Linked DNA regions of Oryzias latipes: region 2 is linked to region 1. The links are chromatin contacts, called in public Hi-C maps. All regions are on one chromosome and are shown on one strand. Each heading gives the region's core, a stretch centred on a gene start, on an enhancer-like site or on the middle of the called end of the contact. The rest is flanking DNA. Distances are from core to core; before and after follow the strand shown.

Region 1 (3,962 bases), core at 944-3,443:
GAAAGACGCCCCCACAAAAGGCGTCCCTGCGTCTTTCATGGGAACAGGATGTTCTTTGTGCCCTAATGCTGAACTTGAGCACCTGCTTTATTACTTGACAACATCTGGCATATTGGGGGGAAAAAAGTGTTTTTTATGACAGTGAGTTGAGTGAAGAACCATATTTATAAATAAATTGATAAGTATATGCCTTTTGTATCTGCCTGCATTCATCATCTGTGCCAAAATCCCACTGTGACCCACCAACCCGTCCATCCAAGACGACCAGACACTTCAACATTTTCCCTCCTCGATTCCATCAAAACGCAAAGTTTGAATGAATTGTGCAACTGGAACAACTTGAAAAGCACCCAGAATGGATGTTTTGTTGAAAGCTGGCGGTGCTGTGGCTTAGCGGCTGTGTGCCGAGCCCCCCCCCCCCCCTCACACACACACACACACACACTAAATGACTCACCGCAAGCTGTGCGTGGCTGTCTGACGTTCCCCTCTGTTCAAGCAAGAAGCTCCGCTCGCTTCCTAGATTTAGATTTACAACAGGAAGATGTGGTTTGGGGACTTTACAGTGGGGACCGAAGGAATGAGGGCGGGTTGCTACAGATTGTAGAGATGGGAAATTGGCTTCCAAAAGTAAAACAGTCCAAATTAACAATTCGTTTTTTCATTAAATATATTTTTGGGAGTGTTTTTAACACGTTCTTGTAGCATTTTTCTGATAATGGACGAGATATATGAAGAAAATTCAGATTAAAATTGCATTTCTAAACATTTCTTGTTTCAAATCCTTGTGAATCAGCAGCATGTCATTTGAAAAAGATCGTATTTGTGACGTAGAAAACACACCGGGGGGGGGGGCTTCCTACTCCAATCCATGTACGTCTTTGTTTTCCTCGTCCAATTTGCCATCCGGCTCAAAATTGTATGGCAGGATAACTCTAATATTGCTCGCCGGTTTTGTTGTACTGGTTCTGTTAGGTTAGGGTAGGGAGGGGTTGTCACTACTGGGAGTGTAAACAGAGAGCTCTCAGCAACAATGAGGGGAAGGGGGGGGGCAGGGTGATCAAAAGATAATCGCAGGAATGGCTTAATGAGCATCTTTTTCCTGTTCCAGAGTCCTTTTCTTGCATCTGCACAGCCTCTTTTTTTCTGTTTTGCAGCCAAAGACCTCAGCAGCACTTTCACACACAGAAGCCCTTGATGTGAAGGCCGCCTGCACGCTGCTTAAATCCCAGAAACAATCTCAAAGTGATGGAGGAGAGCAACACCACAGAAACAACCTTGGTTACATAAGGCACAGGTTTCTGGATTCCTCCTGGTTGTCCTCCTTTGGGGCAGTATGCTGGGTGAGTACAGAAAGAGTTTAAAAAAAAAACATGCAGCGATGACCTGAAAGATTGAATCTGCACGTGTGTGCAAACTAAACATGCTGGTTGCATAAGGGTGGATTTTTGGACTCGCTTCTCCTTTTCTTCTACACACCTGGAGCCGTGAATAGATCTCCTCGGGTGGCTCCAGAAAAGCATCCCACCCAGGCGACACTGGCGTCTATTCATGCAGATTTTGCCCCCCACCCCAGAGATCGCAGGCTGCATATAAAGAGGCCGCCATGCCTGCCCGCCTGGCTTTTTATAAATGAGAAGTTACTGTTTGTTTGTCCGGGAAGATGGAAAATCTTCATGAGCAGATGTGGAGAGCGGGGAATTGGTGCAGATCTGGATCACTGAGAAGTAGGGCATCGGCCTCGGAGCAGGACGGGCTCTTTCTGCCACCTTGGAAGGTGGGTGTGTGTAATGTGGCGGGGGGTAACAGGGGGGTGCCATATTTTCCCCCTGAGGCTGTCAGATGCCTACTGAGATACTAACATCCTCCTGAGTGACGGGCTAATTACAGTTCTCACGCAAATCCAGAAGAAGTGGGTCTCTGCGGTGGCACGGTTCCAGTTGCAACATTACATGCCATATTTCAAAATGTCTCCAGACTACCTTGAGGCTGTACTTATGTAACGACGTTTAGTTAGTCCACAAGAAAGGATCTCTTAGGCAAATCAATCAGCTTTATAGTCAGACTGGTTCTTAGTTAAGTCTGTAAATCAGGAAAAACGACTCTGGCAATGAACCGGCTGACTCTCTCCGGGCTCCGTTTCATGTTTCTGACCTCACTGCCCTATCATGCAGCGCCGCGCCACAAGGCCGCTAAAGACCATGCCGAAAAAGCTACGAGCCAACCACCACCCCCAACCCAGCTACTGTGCCCTCTGTAACCCACTCTGCGGCCAGATCCCCACCAAATAAAACACAAGCGAAAAGTCAGCCAATCAGCAGGGATAACAGCTGGCTCCCATCTCTGGCAGACATGTGCGCCCGTTTTCCTCTTAGTCAGCTCCGCCACTTTAAGGCTCGTCATCCACCTCTGGGGTCTGTAATGCCCCCCAGATCAGACGCACAAGCAGTTGAAATGATTGGTGACGCAACTGAGGTTTGGAAGTCTGAAAGACCACAACAAACTGCAGAGTAACCACGGAGAACACAGCTTTGCCCCAAAATGAGTTTAGTGACTAAATCTGAGTGTTAGGCAGACTTCTTATCTGCACTTTAGTGGAACAGCATCAAACTGTTGTCAGGAACAACATCCTGACAAAAGTGAGCGCTTTGTTCCTGCGCCACCTCTGCAGACGGTACAAGGGCCTGGCCTTCCAAACAAAGCGCAAACTTTCATGAGAAAGTGCAGCGATGACCTACATGGGGGGGGGGTTCCAGCGGCCCGGCGGGGCCTAAAAAGAGGTCAAGAGCCAACGGTGCCTTGTAAACAGCAGCCAGGGGTAACAGTAAATCAACTAATCGCTCGGCAGATTATACGCCAATTTAAGCATTAATTTAGCAGCAGCTCAGGATTTAAAGCCGAGCTGGGGAGCGCTTGCAAAACGGAAATACAGTATGGCTATTGTAATAGAAGCAGAACAATCAAGGCTGTTTTGTGGACAATAGTTTTTAGCAAAACAGTTAGATCTCATTTATGTCTTTATACATGTTCACCAACAGACCCATAAACAGGCAAATTTGCAGATTAAAAATCCTTAAAATCGCAGAACTTTCTTATAAACATCCCAAAAGAATGTCTAATAAGAACGGTAAATATAATAAATATTTTAAATTTTCAAGACAATTAATAATTAATTAACTAATCACGATTAAAACAATAGTATGAAACTGGATTATTATAAACATTCACTGAGATTTTTTAAAACATGAAGATATTTTATGTTTGAAAGGATTTTTATTTTCCATCTATTTTGAAAGAAGCGCAGCGCCACATTTTTATTAGCAAATGCATCAAAAATATTGAAAACATTAAAGTTCCGATGTTGTTTGTCCTCGTCGGACACATGCAGACACACCGCCGAGGCCGGCTCTACGGTGATGTCATAAAATGGGCGGCACCCACAAGGAGAGAAAGGCGGAGCCTCAGAGATTGAGCGGTCTTACTTCTGGTGCAAAAACAAAAAAATCATTCTTTAGGTGTGTCAAAATACATCATCATCTATATGCATGTAGTTTACTCAGAAAGGCTTAAGAATAGCATGATAGGGGCCCTTTATAGGAAAAACAAACACTCCAAACCAAAATAAACAAACTTCTTCTTTAAAAGCTTTAACGCACACCTTAAAAAGTACCAGAAGAAACCAAAAAAAAATCTATCACGATTGCAGAATTCTGCCCTGCAACAGACAGCCGACCCCGATTCAGGATGTACCTGTCGTCACCCATCGGTGGCTGGGATAGGCTCCAGCAACCCTGTGACAACAAATGGGATAAGTCGGGTTTAGAAGATGGATAGATGTAGAATAGTGTTGGTTTGTGTTCATTTCGAAACCCGTCTTTACAAAATGCACAGCAAGTCTACACCGGCAGATCCTTCCTAGTCTGGATGGAAACAGATGTTTGCATACAGAAGATCTGCACTGC
Region 2 (3,498 bases), core at 6-2,505, 57 kb before region 1:
AGAAGATACAGTTATTTTCTTATAGTTTTACTGTGACATCATATAAAACTAGTATATTTTAAATTTTGTGCAGATTGACAGTGATGTCATCGCTTTGGAGGAGGATGCAGCTCTGGGACAAAGACAAACAACACACACAGTCACCGTTCACATCAATTTAGATAAATTAACTGTACAACGACAGCTTTTTTCTGAGATTTAAGACAAAAAATTCTGAGAAAAAGTCTGTTTTTTTTCTTTCTCCATGACCCTAATCACACAGAAAGGACAGAAAATACTGTTTGTATTATTATTATAACAGAGGTACTAGTTCCTAATGCTTAAAGAAGCTCGTATTGATGACTTCATCTTTGTCAATAATGATTCAAATGCCCCCCCCCCCCCCCCCCCCTGGTCCCCTGTAGCTCCGCCCCTGCTGGGTAGCCTCATGAAAGCATAAGCAGGTCATTTTGTTGCCCCAAAATCAAGTGCAAAGATGCTCCACTAGATGGCGCAGCTCCTGTATTTTTGGATCTGCATGCACACATTGCTATTCCAAAAGTGTGAGGTCTTGTTGACCTCCTTCAAGTCAGGATGGCAGGATCAAACGATATAAAAATCCCAGTTTTTTTCTTCCATTGTTTGCTACAAATGATGTCTTTTTTTCCAGGAAGTTGGATTTCTTAGGTCCCGGCGGGGTCACTCACTGACCCCCTCACCTCTCTACCACCTAAATTCCTCATTCCACAAACCAGAAGGGGCCCCAAGGCTACCAAGATGGGGGGGATGGGGGGGGGGGGTTGTCTACCATTCAAATTGTTCACCGGATTAAGACCCCCCCTCAAAAAAAAGAAAATACCCGTGGAAAGTAGGGCCTTCCACTTTCCCACTGATCTGCGAGGCGTTGAGGTGATTCCCGTGTGCAGGCATGTCGAGGCGCGGTCGGCCTGCCGACTCCATCAAAGCTCCTCTCCGTGTTGCTGAGCGTTTGGTCAGATTCACACAGTCCGTGTTCTGCCCGTGGGTGAGCAGTGATCTCTGTTTTTCAAAACCACCACCTCTCCCACTGCGAGGAGGAATTCTGTACCATGTGTCTGCGGTTTGTATGGAACTCTCAAGCAAAATAAAGGCCCGAACCCTCCCCATCCCTCCATCTTCCTCTCATTTTCCATCAAACGCTCTGTGTGGCAGGTTTTTTTTTTCTTTCTATAATCACGGCCAACTCTCTCACGAAGCTGCAGAGAGAGTGTGACGAGACGGTGGTGGGAAGGAGGAAGAGGAGGGAGGGACGCAGAAAGAAAAGCTTTTTGTTTGGCCAAGTACATTATGTGAAAGAGAGGGGGTGGCGAGGGGGAAAAAGGAAGCTGGAAGTAAAAATGGTTGCAGCGTTTGTGGCTCTATCAGATCTGCTCAATTTGACCAGGAGCGCCGTAACTCACTGCGGCAAGACGAAGGCCCTTCGTTCGACCGACATGATGGAGAGGAAGCAATTTAGGAGTAGCGCTGACATAATGTGACCACATTAGCTGCAAGAACAAAGGCTGCATCCATGTCCGACATCCAGAGAGCTTCCTCTGGCCTCCACCAAGGAGGAAGTCATAAAGACAGGAAGACTTCCTGAAGTGTTGCCAACAGTCTGCAGTACAGACTGTACACCATCGCCTGGTGTAAAACCATAAAAGTGTACTCTCCGCCCCTTCGTAGCAGCCGAGCACACATCTTTAATGACTTTTGGGTGTATTTGCAGCACTCAACAGAGGTGTACATGCTGCTTTTTTTTCTAGAAACGGTCTCGTCAGAACACATTTACCAGGATTTATCTGTACTGGACTTCATGAACCGTCCTGGTTCTCCTAGGATCCTCTTTCATGTTCATGACGCCTGTTTCCCTACACTCTTCAGGGATGCTTGAACGCATCAGCCTTCCATGCTAAAAAAACACTCCACTGTTCATCGGTTTGAGGGAAACATTTCCAAATGTATGAATCAAACTGCATTCAGTCCATTTCTAATTAGGTCTTTGGAATGTTCTAGACTTATGTTGTGCATTAAAAACAGGTAATCAAGCGAATTTGTAGGAAGAGACATTATAAACTGATATAGAATTAGAAATTTTAATTAAACGGAAACAAATTGAACTATAACTCTTGTGTTATCTTAGTTGACCACACCCTTACATTGACGTGTTCTCCCTACCATGACAAAGGTGGATAAAGGTGGAAAGATTTCATGTAATCCATGGACACCAGTGAAGATCACAAATCATTGAAGAAAAAGGGTTCAGCGCACTGTCTAGTGGGTCTAGATGACCCAACTCCCAATGTTAAAGTGCCTAGGATAGCACCAGGGTTAAGATAAAGCATTTTCAAAAATGTAACCAGGTCAGTTCACTAAATAACCACTAGGGGGTTTGTTGGATGAGTCAGTTCTCATTTTATTCGATGAGATAAGATAACCCTTCATCGATCTATCCATCTTCATAACCCGATGTTTCCCTTTCGGGGTTACGAGGCTGCTGGAGCCTAACCTGGCTAGTGTTGAGTGAAAGCGGGGTGAACTCCTGGACAGGTCGCCGGCCTGTTACAGGGCCAATAAAACCTCGTTTTCACTGAGCGGTACAGTCCAGTCCGGCCCACTATTTTGAGCGTTTCCATTATAAAATAGACCGTACCATTTTTGGTTAGTTGTAGGTCCATAGGAAAATGCAGTGGACCCGTTTGGGCGGAGCTACTATTGATACCAGTTGATGGGCCAAAGGTCATCACGACTAAAGGAACCTCCAAGAAAGCAGCTGCATTCCTCTTCACCGTCTGTAAAATGGGGAATTTTTTTACAGCCAAGAAAAAGGGGAACGTGTACACAACTGCATAATAAATTTGTTTAAAACAAAATGCTATACCAACAACTTTGATCTTTATTTTATATTTGGCAAACTATCAGTAACCTGTACCTGTTTGCAAAGTGACATTTGTTCAAAAAGTTTTAGGCGACAAGCACAAAAAAAACAAACCAAAACCTGTTGAATAAAAGCAGAACATTAGCCGGTTTTGTGAACAACCTGTTAATTCTCTCCATATGATGTAAAATGAAACACGTTAGTTGACCCCTGTGAACATAAGTGCTGAACTTTAGAGCTTCTCATCTCATCTTTTAAAGCCGACAGCTCTGGGAACGGCAGGATGAAGTGAAAATGATCAAACGCTGTAGAGGAGATCCCACGTATGTCTGCTGGTCATTATGGCGGATTAATCCATACAAGCTCTGAATATAGGCGAGTGTGCAGGTTTAACCAGTACATGTCTTTACAAAAGTGTCAGTTTTACAAAGCATCAGGTGATACTCTGCACATAACAGACGACGGGTCCACCTATTGGCTCCAGGCCAGCCTGCATCCCTGTGGCTGCACTTGGTGTCCCCTTGCCTTGGCTCCCACCCAGCAGCCCTTCAACGCTTCACTTCACTCGTCTTTCTAGACTGAAGATAAAAGCACATTCAAGGTCTTCACAACATCAGCACCTA

What was found. Hi-C and Micro-C count contacts between places; a contact is called where the count stands out from the background.
Region 2: a contact with region 1 is called in a Hi-C map of embryo, with 4 times the contacts expected there. The contact joins two enhancer-like sites. A contact is called at or near these places in 5 of 5 Hi-C or Micro-C datasets (embryo, fibroblasts and gastrula embryo).

The regions. Positions count from the first base shown.
Region 1 is chr18:14,840,297-14,844,258 of ASM223467v1, reverse strand. The region is part of intron 1 of LOC101163034 (insulin receptor substrate 1-B-like); the gene reads right to left. Among protein-coding and RNA genes, the nearest start is that of LOC101163034, 6.6 kb to the right of the region's middle. Within about 2 kb of position 2,193, at least 1 of the 8 cell types and tissues checked has an H3K27ac peak or open chromatin away from gene starts, as enhancers often do. A contact at or near this core is called in embryo, where this site is marked.
Region 2 is chr18:14,897,183-14,900,680 of ASM223467v1, reverse strand. No RefSeq gene overlaps it. Among protein-coding and RNA genes, the nearest start is that of LOC101163278, 12 kb to the left of the region's middle. Within about 2 kb of position 1,255, at least 1 of the 8 cell types and tissues checked has an H3K27ac peak or open chromatin away from gene starts, as enhancers often do. A contact at or near this core is called in embryo, where this site is marked.